Regions from separate parts of the Columba livia genome. Here region 1 is linked to region 2. The links are chromatin contacts, called in public Hi-C maps. All regions are on one chromosome and are shown on one strand. The core of a region is the stretch at or near the end of the contact, and the rest is flanking DNA. Distances in the headings are between cores, read along the strand shown. Region 1 overlaps LOC110362143 (a long non-coding RNA gene). Region 2 holds the start of ID2 (inhibitor of DNA binding 2).

The links. Hi-C and Micro-C count contacts between places; a contact is called where the count stands out from the background.
Region 1: a Hi-C map of crop shows a contact between it and region 2, with 2.7 times the contacts expected there. The contact joins the enhancer-like site here to the promoter of ID2 in region 2. A contact is called at or near these places in 2 of 2 Hi-C or Micro-C datasets (crop and liver).

What each region holds. Positions count from the first base shown.
Region 1 is chr3:17,587,845-17,594,618 of bColLiv1.pat.W.v2, reverse strand. The region is part of intron 8 of LOC110362143 (a long non-coding RNA gene); the gene reads right to left. Among named protein-coding and RNA genes, the nearest start is that of ID2, 280 kb to the right of the region's middle. Within about 2 kb of position 1,533, at least 3 of the 3 cell types and tissues checked have an H3K27ac peak away from gene starts, as active enhancers do.
Region 2 is chr3:17,310,640-17,317,165 of bColLiv1.pat.W.v2, reverse strand. ID2 (inhibitor of DNA binding 2) reads left to right here and starts at 1,894. Exons shown (of 3, transcript XM_005506815.4): 1 at 1,894-2,359; 2 at 2,602-2,666; 3 at 3,345-4,153. The coding sequence starts at 2,012. The coding sequence ends at 2,658. All of the region lies in intron 1 of LOC110362102 (a long non-coding RNA gene), which reads right to left.

The DNA of each region.
Region 1 (6,774 bases), core at 284-2,783, 280 kb before region 2:
GACATGTAGCAGTGAGGTTTTTATAGTATCAAAAGTGAGCAGGGATTTACACATACTGTTTTGATCTTGATCCTGTGCCAAATTTTTAGAAGTTTAATTATTTTTAATAGTTGCCATGAATTTTCTTAAAACTTACAGCACATCTTTCTTGCTTCTACTTGTATGTTGAAACATATCATAAACCATCACAAACAGGATTAAACTAACCCTCCCCGAAGCCTCCCAATAGAATTGCTAAAGGTTTAATTTCCTACTTTAATCAGTCATTTATTCTGCACTTTGAGAAATTTCTGTGAAGACAGAGCTTCCATTGATTGCAATAAATACACATAACTGGGATTATTTGTGTAGGCTAAGAAAATTGATTAAAAAATAGAAGTGACTATTTTTGTAGATGGCTTCAGAAATATTCCAGCTTCTCTAATGCTCATCTCCTATCAAAAGTGGAAGATCTGTGCACCACAGACCTGCTAGTGTTAATGAGAATGATCTCTGCAAACATGCTGCATGTAGCTGGGAAAGGAAGAGACTCCAATGCTCTTGCTTGTTAACATTCTCCTTTGTTTCTGCCCACTCCAACTCAAATGCTTCCTAGCTGTTTTGCTGGCAGCTTTAGCAGTATTAATGCATTCCAAACTAGAAAAGTTTCTACTTTAATATCTTACAACTAGCTCAATATGTACTGACCTCAAACCCAGGATAGTAGTAATTTGATATTGCAGCTCATTATTGTTACTCCCAGCAAGTTTCCCCTTGAAAGTGGCTGATGCTTCCCCCTCCCTCTCACATGCACCCTCCCACCCTCCATTCAGAATTTGTTTTTAATTGTTCAGAAGAGAAAATTCAGACTGTGAGCCAACAATATATTTCCAGGGGGTACAAGATATTAATAGATCTACATCGTGGCCCCATATATTGTAATAAACTCTGCTGTAATTTGTTTACCCACCATAGACAGTAACTAACATTCAGATAAATGGAGTTGGCGCCTGCAAGATTTATGATATACTTCTGTGCTTAGCAATGTTTAATCAGAGAGTTAAAATATTACAGTGTAAAATCCTTTACAAGCATGCACAAACAGAGAACTACCATTAGAGGCTTGGCAGACATACTCGGTGTCAAATAGTACCTCCAGACACTCTCAAAACACAAAGAGGAATATTCAAAGCAGCTACTAACTGACTAGCATTATTTGAGAACCACGTCAGAGCTCATTTTTTTAGGGGGACTTGCTTTTGAAGTGACAGAATGATAGGCAGGGACAAGTGGGCTTGTCTGCAGAGCCCATCAAGCTGAAAGAAGTTGGGGTGGGTGGAAAGCCTGGAGGTGGGGGGGAAGGGAGGTGAATTTTGGTCAAAAAGGTGGTAGATGCCTGTCACAGAGCTTAGTGTGTTTGGATAAGACAGGCTAGCATGTGGGGGGATCAGCATGAAGCATCACACCTGGAGGAAAAGACAACTAGCTCCAGCCTCAGTGCCATAAGCCTGGCTCCACAAAGTCTAGCCAACATCTGGAATGGATATCAAGAGACACAGTGCAGCCCTGACTGGCGCTCTACTCTACCTTTGTACTTTTCACTGCAAATTGAAAAGCAAAACAGACATCAAGGATATATTTATATAACTGTCTTCAAGCTGCATTTTCTACTCCCATCTGCTGCACATGATAAGTTTCAAGTGTTTTCTAATAAAAAAAGGATTTTTTTTTTTTTACTCCTTGTTCAGTATACAGACTGACCTTTTTTTATTCACAGTTTTAAAGGAACAGTAAATATTTTACAGCCAGAGGAAGTGTCAGCACCGTAAGACTTTCTGCTATTGACATTATTTAACCACGCTCACTATTGAGCCAAAAGTGACAGGGTGTGTGTGCATATGCAGACGCCTGCATTTGCCTGAGTGTGTAAATGAGCTCGCTTGTGTGCATTTGTATGTGCACAAGCGTTTTGGAGAGGAACATTCCTGGGAGTTTTTTGCTTTATTTTCACATCATGTCATTGTTATGTCGCTCAAAGGGGGATGGCAGCCCTGTATGTACAAACAGGAGACCCTGTGTTAAACTGCTCTCCATGAGGGATACGCCAAAGGAATGCAACCACCATATCAAAAAGGCTCTGTTTTTTCTCTCTGTTTTCTAGCTACGTAGCTGATGAAACCAGATCAGCCTTCTAGTCAGGTTGATTAATCATGAGGAAAATAGCCAGAATGAGGAGTTGTTACATTTGACTGTGAAACTAGCAACTTCACCCTCAGACCAAAGGGCACCAAAATGGCCTTGGCCATGCACAGGTTTTGGCAGAGTTGTAGGGAGCGTGGCCTGATGTGCTCCTCAGCAAAAGCCAGCTAGATTCATATGCTCCAAACTACATTCTGGAACACATGGACAATGACATGTATGAGTGGCCACAAGAAAGTACAGTTACCTGAGGGAGTCAACTTCAACATGTGAGAGACAGTAGGAACCAGAGATACTCATCCAGCCCTAAGAAATACCTCCTCTCCAGTACTGAGCAGTGAGCCTGATCCTTATTTACCCCGTTTATTGACACAAAGATAGCTGTATTTGTTGGAGTCATATTGGTACAAAAGTTTCAGAAAAGTGTTCTCTGAATCCACCAGTGAAAAGTTTCACCAGTAGTAACAACAGGAATAATAATCCTGTACAAACTGTCTGGAACATCAAAACTGTTATTCGCTGTGACTAGTTACTCTCATGAGAAAGAAGAATCATACTGGAAAAAGCTCTGGTCTCGTTCCCTCAAATTGTAAAGTACTATTTTCAGCTGGTTTAGTACTGTGAACAGGAGATGGGGATGTAAAACCTACAGTTCTGTTATGACTGCACCAATTCACCTTATAAACCTAAAGAATTAGTAACATCTCTGTCTACTCCTTTATAAAATACATAATAATTCACCCATAACACGGAGAACACAAGACTTAAATAGTGGTCCTAATTAAAATAATCCTAAATTTTCTGTTGGAAATTTATTGCTGTGTTATATAGCCTTTCATGAAACAGAAATATTTTTCTTTTTCTCCATGGGAAACAGTACCTTTTTCCATAAGACAACCTTCAAGAAAAAAAATATGTTGTCTTTTAAAAAAGTTTTATTTTGTAATAAAAATATTTTCAAAAGTGAAAAATATTGTTTTCACCAACATCTCTTATACGAAAAAGCCATCATGCCTAATTAGCTCTACTTGTAATGTGCTTCAGCTATTTCAATGAAGAAGCCCTGTGTAAGAGCTAATACTATATTTATAGCATGTAAAGTTACACACCCTACATTGTGAGACCCCATTAATTTCAAAAGAGCTAAGAGATGTTCTTAACTGAATTTTTCTAAAGTAATATCAAAATGAGTGCAAAAAGTGGATCATTTCATAACATCTGTTGAAAATAATTCTGCATTAGCTGAAGAAACATATTTGTCCTCTTCCATAATTCACAGGAAAATACAAATACCTGTTTTTCATTTGGTGCTTTGTTATCAGCAGCAATTATTTTATTAGGTGGTTTGGGGTTTCTTGTGGGTTTTTTGGTTTTGTTTGTTTGTTTGGGTTTTTTGTTGTTTGTTTGGGGTTTTTTTCACTTAAAAGCCTATAACTTCATTGAACCTTCCAAGTTTTATTTGGGAAAAAGGGTAACATAGGATTCATTAAGTGAAACTCCCAGTGTTGGTAAAGCTGGTAAGAAATCACAAAAAGTAGAAGCCTTTTCTTCAGCTGAAACCAGTCACTCTGCATGAATCGGGTAAATTTCACAGGAAAAAAAAAAAAAATGCTTGCCCTCCTAATTCTGAAAATATGGTTTCCCTTTGAAATCTTACTGGCAAACTTCAGTCATCTTCCCATTGTAATTGTAGAGTTCACTGCTACTAAAGCTATTGTCCCAAGCGAAGTTATTGAAGCCAATGTAGCATATGAAAAAAGATTTCATAGAATCATAGAATGTCCTGAGTTGAAAGGTATCGACAAAGATCAGAGTCCAACTCCTGTCCCTGCATATGACAACCCCACAGTTCACACCATGTGTCTGAGGGTGTTGTCCAGTCTCTTCTTGAACACTGTCAGGCCTGGGGCTGTGACACCTTCCTGGGGAGCCTGTTCCAGTGCTCCAGCACCCTCTGGGTGAAGAATCTTTTTCTGATGTCCAACCTAAACCTCCCCTGGCACATCTTCCTACCGTTCTATAACCCTTTGAGTCCGACCCATCAGCCAATTGTTCACTCATGGCATTGTGTGTTTATCCAGCTGTATGTTAGACATTTTGTCCAGGAGAGTACTGTGAGAGACAGTATCAAAGGCACCTGTACGTAGTTTGTAGTGAGAGGGAAGATCTGCAGCAAACCATACTACCAGGTCATCCCATACCACACTATAGAGTTAGGCATCCCATGCTGAAAGGCACTGTCTGCAAGTTCAGTATCGAGATTACATTAAACCCCTAAAATATGCTGAGTGAGGTTCAGTTTCTGAGCTTGTTCCTCCCTCACATTTCATGTGGTATATTTCTCAAACAGGGAACCGGCTCATTCTCTCTGTTTATGAGTATCTGTCTGATAAAGTAGAACTGAAAACACTGTGTTGTACTGGAGTGTGAAGAAGTTTGGAGTTCAAAACAATTGCCTGCTACAAAAATAAAGGAAGGCCTTTCCTATGAAATCTGTGAACTCAAAACAGGGATACAGAACTAGTCACTGCCAATAACTTTAACTTCATTTATCTATATTTGGCAAAAATTGTGCTGCAGCTGGAGATGAAATGCTGAGCTAAATAACTGCAGCGACGTGAGCTCCAAAACAGCAATTACTAAGCTGTGCTGCCTTGTGTAAGATTTTACTTTTATTTATTGTATTTAAAGCAACTCTCTAACTATGTACAGTACAACAAGAACTGCCTGATCAAATAATGCCTGATTGCAAGGCATCTCAGCTCCACTGTCAATATTGCTAAGTGTTTAGCAATGCAAACATGTCACATGTCTTTCATGAAGCCAGATTAAAGTGGTGTGAATGACTGTTTTACCAGTCTACATACCTTTTTCTTGTCTCTAATTGCAAGGAATAACTCATTTTAAACCTAAACATGACTTACCACAAACACTGAATGTATTAAATTTATTTCTTATTATTATTAGAACAATTATTGCTAGTTTTGAAAGGCTAAAGGAAAGGGGTACACAATCCCTATTAACTGCTGTAGAGAAGCCCTCCATCTCTAAAGGTTTGGTTGTTTAACCTTTCTTCATGGTTATGAGAACAAAAAATCCCATATTAATAAAGCTGCTAGAAGAACTGCTTATCAATGTGATTTCTATCATCTACCCTTTTAAAAAAGAGGACAAGAAAGTTGAGGTTTTTTTCTGAAGTGTCATTTCTTCCTTCCTGGTGGATGTCTGTTCTCAAGTGTGAAGTCCAGATAGCCGTAATCACCAGTGTTCTTCAGTACTAACTCCACACATACGTCTACTATTACAGTGGAACCTCACAATGGCTTCTTTCTCAAGCACAAAGAAGAGATACAAGAATACTGAAAAAGTTTCATCACACATAAACAACTTCATCTAGGGAAATGTTCACATTTATGGGAAAGAAAAAACGAAAATGAAGTGACATGAGTATTCCTTTAGTAGGTCTAGAAAATGGATGCTGATGCCACAAATCTAGCACGTTCCCAAAAAGTAATGTTACTGAAATAATATTACAGTGCCAGAAAAGCTGACTAATTGTCTGGATTCCAAAGGTTACATAATTTTTCCAAGATAACATAGTATTATTAGTAGTATTCAGTCCTTCAAACAGGGGATTTTGTCCTCATTTGCCATATTTCTAACTCTTTTTTACTTTACTTCTACAACCAGAAATCCTGATACAGAGCATTCCCTTCTTCCACTTTCTTGTTAATTCATGAGCTTTTTAACCCAAACCAGAAATATCTCAGTCATTTTCTAGATGTGGACTGCAGCACTTCTTTGAGACATACTGCTTTTCATTGTCTTGTTCCCAAAACTTTAGGGCTAATGGATCATTGCTTTCATTCAAATTAATCAAAATTACTCTGTAGTCTTATAATTTAACTTCTAGTTGAAGGTAATACTGAAAATAATTCTTAATATTTTTCCAGGTTTCATGTGCAGACCACCTCACAGCACTGTATTGATTGACCACTAGTCATTGGTGAATACAAAACTGTTGATCTATTGTACACAAAACTAATGATGTTTGTTCTTCACTACCTACATCCTAGAAACAGTTATGTCAGAGGAAGAAGCCATCCAGACAACAGTAGGTCATATTTCTTAAATTTCTCACCAACTTCGTCTAAGGAGAAGCAATGTTAGATTTTTTTCTGTGCTTAGGGAGCACCAAGCTGGCTGTTTGCATGTCCTGGGATTCTTCTCCATTTATTTCAAGACACTGAAACCTGAAACCTCCTGGGACGGATAGAAGTGGGAGGCTTGCTTCTTGTCACCTGCTCTAAATTTATGAGCCTGCCTCATTTGCTGGAATCAATTTTAGTCTGGCACTATGCATACAGATTTTGTGATTCCAGTCTAGATCTTGTGATTCCACCCTCTGATAAATTGCTTGATTTCTTGGTGGAAAGGAAAGCAAAGCAAAATTAAACAAGCCAAGGAAAAGAGTGCAAGTCCTGAATGAATCTTCAGGTTTCTTAATGGAACTTATCCACCTTTTATTACTGGATATAATCACCTATCAAAGCTTGGCTTCTCTCTATTTATCCACACTATGTGTCACTTGCAGTT
Region 2 (6,526 bases), core at 645-3,144:
GAAGTCTCAACGTACTTGTTTACGTTGGCTATTATTATACCAAAAACAGTGTCAAAATTTCTTCCACTGGTGTATTCATGAGCCAGAAACCCAAGCTCGGTGAAGGACTAAAACCTGTGGCAGCAGACCAAGTACCAGTTGAGATTTTAATGATGTGAAGGACTTAAGTCGCTCTAAGTGATGATTTTAATCGAGTCATTAATTGACAGGGTGGGATTTTTTTTAATTATTTACTCTTTTTAACTGCACTTGAACAATGTGTTTGTCTTCCTATCAGACTGAATGTCGAGATTCACCCTTCGCATTTCAAACGCGTTGAATTGTGTTCCGGCCAGCCTGCCCACCGCCTACAGTCATCCCCCCTCCCCGAGAAAAGCCCCGGGGCAAACACCCCGGGGTGACAGTCGCCAAAATGTCCTGCTAGAGAATAGCCAACCACCAGCTCAGGAATGCCACGTTAATTGGAAAAAAATATTGATCCAGCTCTCCGCAGCTTTGTCTCCAAGTGTCTGCAACGTTCCTCCCCCACAGCCCCAGCTCCTTCAGTGTAGCTATGCAACAGCAGCGCAGATAAACCCAGTGTTGGTCTGCTTTTAATAGGTATGACTGACAGCACAGCCCTCACTGATTTTGTGGATCTATGCCGTTACTACGTTTTTGTTTGCAGTGAACACTGAAGTAGTTTAAGCATCCAGGTGGTTATTACAGAATTGCTGCGTTTTGTGTAGAATTCCATACATATCAATTGCATATGTAAGTCCACACTTCTCTAACTTTCCTCAAGGTAATATGTGAAAAGACGGGTGGAAGTTATGTCGGTATGTTATACAGCATAAGCAAACTATGGAAAAATATAATGGGGTTAAAGTTTAAAAAAATCCAAGTTGCTTCTCCAGCTAAATAAAAAAACCTCAACTTTTTCCTCTGGAGTGTTTCTGGAAGAGGTTTAATTGGCTGCAACCAAAAGCTGCAAAAAGTACAGCGGGTAGTAAGTATTTGCATTTGTCACCAGAAACAATCTATGCATAATTAATGACAGTACTGTGTCACAAGCACTGATAGGGTGCAGATGAGCAGCCGTTCAAGGGTAATACATGTAAATGCACTTCCAATATGCACATTTGCTTAATGATCTCCAATTAATAGCATCATCTAAAATAGCCCTGTCCTCGGGAAGCCGGGAGCGAACAGTGACGCCTGACTCCGGCAGGGCTCTGGGTGTCCTGTGCTCGGCAGGGCAGAAAGCTGCAGTTGGTTTTACAGTTTTATTTTATCGTTATTTTTGATGCTTACACGCCCTTGCTCACATCTGCAGCCCGAAGTGCTCCGCCGCTGACCCGGCCGTCCCCTTGCACTGCCGGTTTTTATTTTGAAAACCCGCTCGATGCTCTGCCTCACAGTGAGTTTTAGGAAGGCTCAGCCCCTCGCTACAGCCCGACCCGGTTGCCCCGCACTCCGCGCCCCTGGCTCCGGCACCGCCGGCCCTCACAGCTGCTGTGCGGGCTTTCAGCCGGCGGCGCTCCGTGCCCCTACAGAGAGGCGAGCAGCGGAGGGACACCCACCGCTCCATAGGAGAACGAGCGCGGACTAAAGCGCCAGAGCCGCGCTCCGGTCCCCGCACAGCGCTGCCCCCGAGGCCGCAGCCCCGCTCCCTCCCGGCAGACCCGACTCCACCGGGGCGGGGGGGGGGGCGGGGGCCGCCGACTATTTACTCCCTCAGCTGTGCGGCGCGGCCACGCCCCCAGTCGGGATTGGCTCTCCAGGCGGAAGGCCCGCGCAGCCCCCGCGCTGTCCGCCCCACCAGTGAGGGCGCCCCGGGGTGATGGACGTGCCGGCGGCCGCCAATGGCAGCGAGCGCGGGCCGGGCTCGGCGGCGGCGGCCGTATAAGAGGAGGCCGCGCAGCCCCGCGCCTCAGTGCGAGCTCCGGCAGTGCGCAGAGGGGAGGCAGCGCCAGCGCTCCGCAGGCTCCGCTCCCGTCCGTGGAACCGCGCTCTCCGCCCGCCTGCCAGCATGAAAGCCTTCAGCCCCGTGCGGTCCGTCCGGAAAAGCGGCCTCTCGGAGCACAACCTGGGCATCTCCCGCAGCAAAACGCCGGTGGATGACCCCATGAGCCTGCTTTACAACATGAACGACTGCTACTCCAAGCTGAAGGAGCTGGTGCCCAGCATCCCGCAGAACAAGAAAGTGAGCAAGATGGAAATCCTGCAGCACGTTATCGACTACATCCTGGACCTGCAGATCGCCTTGGACTCGCACCCCAGCATCGTTAGCCTCCACCACCAGAGACCCGGGCAGAACCCTTCCTCCAGAACTCCTCTGACCACCCTCAACACAGACATCAGCATCCTCTCGCTACAGGTAACCGCCGGCCCCTCTGCCCCCGGCGCTCCGCCGACCTCCAGCGTGGGGTTACAACTAGAAATAAATGTCTTTCCTCACGGCAGAGCGCGGTGGCCGCGGCGGGGACGGGGCGGGATGGGATGGGATGACCCGGCTCTGCAGACGCCGTGCGGCAGGGGGGAAGCGCCCCGGACGGTTCTGTCCCGCTTCCCCCGGTCCCGGGCCCCTCTCCTCACACCTGTGCTGTTTTTTCCTCGCAGGCGTCCGAGTTCCCCTCAGAGCTCATGTCAAGCGACAGCAAAGCACTTTGTGGCTGAATCGAACGGTGAGTGCAGTGCCTCTTCTTTCGAAACTTCGGAGGGAAAAATAATAAGTGTCTCCCTGGGGAAATGGGAGGCGTGATGGTCATTTCTAAAAATCGTCTTAAATTCATTAGGAGATGTCTTTATAATAAGAAACTAAACTAGTAATTAAGTCTTGCAGTCCAACGTGTATTTTGTTGCTAAGGTTCATTAGGCAGCACAGGCTGCTCTGATACTGCTCGCTCCTTAATGCAAATTCTCTTGTTATCTGTTCTTAGAGTCTTAACTTCCCAGGCCAAAGTAACTGATTAAGTTGGGAATCTTGGCACAATTCCTCAGATTCTGTGATGTGGGATTGTCTGCGCTATCAGTTAAATAAGTGACTGCTTTTAATCAAGTAATTTGCTGTAAGAGGCAGACTGGCGCCTCTGAGCATTGCGTTTACAGAGATCTAAATAGAGATTGGACTGAGAATCCTCTTTTTACCCTTTCCCTTGAGTGTAAGTTATTTTAATGTTCAGTTTGTGCTCTGGAGAGCGAGTGTGTGAGCGTGTATGTGTTGCATCTGGACGCCAGGGTTTGCCCAATCTCTGAGTGTTTGGTTAAATGTTCAAACTGTGGCTTCCTCTCTGGCGCCAGTCTGTCCGGATCTCTGCCCTGTTAGCATTCTCCTAAATATGCCTCTTTTCAATCTCTTGCAGGTGTTCCACTGATGAGATTTTTTTTTTTTTTTTTTTGCACAAGAAAATGGCTACATGATCTCTTTTTTTTTTGAGGTGCTGAATTTATTTTTCAGCTGTATCTGGAGGGGAAAATCCACATCTAACTAAAAGGACCTTTTAAAATTAATGAAGAAGAAAATATCAAGATTGATCTTTATCCTCTCCCCATTCTGCAACTTGGACTGAACCTAGTTATTTATGAAGAGACTCTTAAATACCCTTTCCCTAGTTGGAAGGCTTCCTTTATATACTATTCCCAACGTGGGGAGCGAAACAAAAATCTCACAAGGAGTTGCCCATTTTAAAGCAGACTTTGCCTTTTTTCCAAAGGTGGAGCGTGAGTACCAGAAGGATCCAGTGTTCAGTTTTTTTAGGAAAGTCTGTGGTCAAAATTACCTTTTTGACACAAACCTAGGACTGAATGCTGTGTATATATTTATATATAAATATATATATATATGAGTGAAACGTTGTGAACTCTTTAATTAGAGTTTTCTTGTATAGTGGCAGAAATTTACATTTCTGCAAAAAGTGTAATGATGTACTTAATCATGCTAAACTTTTTATAAAAGTTTAGTTGTAAACTTAACCCTTTTTATACAAAATAAATCAAGTGTGTTTATTGAACTGATTGCTTGCTTTATTCTTTGGGGACCAACTGTTTGCTGGCTTTGATTTATGTTGTGTTCTGTGGGTTGTTTTTTAAATACTTATTCATTCTGTTATGACTACAAAGTAAAAATTCAAGTATGTAGAGAACATAAAGAATAAAATTACCTGAATAATAACTCTTGTAACTTGCAAAATCTTATTTGAGTGTATATTCCAAACAAAGTGCTATGTCTGTGAACACTGTGAAAAGGAACAAGAAAAGTAATTTATGACAGAGGGGATGCTACTGACAAAGTGTTTGGAAACATACAGAAAAGCAGTTAATCCTGAGACATTTCCCATGGGCTGCTGACTTTCCCCCCCACCCTTATAGATTATTTTGTTCTCAGTAGTAACAGCTCAGATCTGTTAATTTGGTTTTAGAATAATCACTCAGAATTAAGGGCTGTGGGTGGTTATTAGTCCCCCAACTATTTTCTGTAGAAAGGCTTTGAATGTGAGAGTTGGTGATGCGTTAACATGGGATCTAGAATGATGAAGTGACTGTTGCCTTTCCACACTGGAATGTTCATGCTTCCATGCAATATTTCAATGAAATGGGGTTTCTAATCAGTTGCAGCTTCTCTAAGATACTGAGAACTGAGTTAAATCGCTGTTGTGTTACTGATTAAACTTTGGCTGCTCCTAAAGGGACTCTTTCTCCATAAGAATTAAATCAAGTTTGAAATAGGAGTCTAAATTCCTGAAAGCCAGTAACAGTCTCTTAATTCTCTTTTGCCCCCAGAAGCTCTGCAATATCACTTATTCAAGGGACACTCACCCTAGGAATGTACCCTATGAATCCACTGTAAGTACCACTGTTCATTAGCTCTGTTTAGTTGTCATAAGACAGTGGATGCAGGAACTATGCCTTATCAGATGATGTTCTAATTTAAGCTCACTTATGAACTTGCCTAAAATGGGAAGTTAAGCTTTGAGTCCTACATATGAATTGAAGAGAATCACTTGGAATGGGAATGAAGCGTCCTGATGCTGCGGGTGAGTGCAGGTCTCTGGCAGGCACTACGCTTTGGGCCTGAGAGCGCACATTCTGGGTTTCTGTGCTCTGGAGACTCTTAGAGTGAAAGGCAGGAGCCTCACCTGGGGCCACTAACACTTTCACCAGCAAACAGGTGCGTGGGTGGTGCTCTGGGGCAGCAGCAGCTGCCTTTCCTTGCCCTTGACACCAAATCCATCCATGTAGGCTGGGAGAAAGCCAGCTCTGATCTCTTAATACAGAAGCTGCCCTGCCCAAGCAGCAGCGCACCCTCACAGAGGATCAATGCGATCATAAGGCAAGAAGGGTTAGCGAAAGCGGGGGGAGGGTGGGACACAGGGCCAAGCTGATCTCCTGCTTCTCCCCGTGCCCCCAGCCCCGCAGAGATGAGAGAAATCTCTCCATGGAGCAGCACTGGCGGGGCCTCCTGCGGCCAAACCTTGCTACTGTCCCAACACCCAGCGCACAGGGGCTGTTCCAGCTCAGTGCGATGAACATTTAACCCTGACAGCCCAGTAGTAAAATATTTCATCGCTACAAATCAGTACACCTCGGTCCCTCAAGTACTCCTTTTTGCGTATATTTTACCTAATTCTGAACTGCAGCACACGCAGGGTTTTAATCACAGAATTGAGATCTTTGCTCTTCCAAACCAGTAATGATCTAATGTAATCGTTACCCCAGTTCTCCCCCAGAACTAACTTTTCATCCTGTTGTTGATTTTAGGGTGAGACCACAGTAAGCATCACTTTAAACCCCCAGTTTACTTTAAGACATTAAAGAACTGCAACAGTCAGATCATTGTAACTATTTTAGGATCAACCCCTTTAGAAACTAAAGCATCTGCACACTGATATTTCTTAGCTACAGGATGATTAACGCACTTGTAGAATGAAAACAATTTCCTTATCATACATAGCCAAAAGAGAAATTCACAATTTACAAGGCGTGGGGAGCTGAGCAGGAAAACAAACAAACATGTTTTAAAAAATGTAAATTAAGAAAAAAAAAAAATTTCCTCTTTCAGGATTAACTAATTCATTGTCTTGACAATGCATTCCTATGATTAGAACTAGGGGCTTAAGCTGGGTGCTCTACTTAGAGATTCACTCTGGTTTTGTTCTTAAGATTTTGCCATTCAAAGATAAACAGCAAGGTCAAAGCTGAATGGCCAAAGTCTTAATATTAATTCTTTAAGTTTCCTTGAAGATGTGTGATTTCTTGATTCGATAGCATTGTCTTTTTCTCTCCAGAATACACTAGAAAAATGTGTGGAGTTTTCACCACTTTCCCTGGCTCATTTACTCTGCCTCTGAACACCGTTGTTGCCAACAGTCCCGTTAACTGACTAGCTGAACACCGTATATCGAGAGGACCCATACTCAGCTACATGGTAATAAAATAGTTCTGGCAACAATCATATTTAAACACTGTAAAAATCTTATCAAGTAGTCGCAGCATGAAAGTTGCAAATGCACCTATAGACAACTCCCCACAGGAAAAATAAATAAAT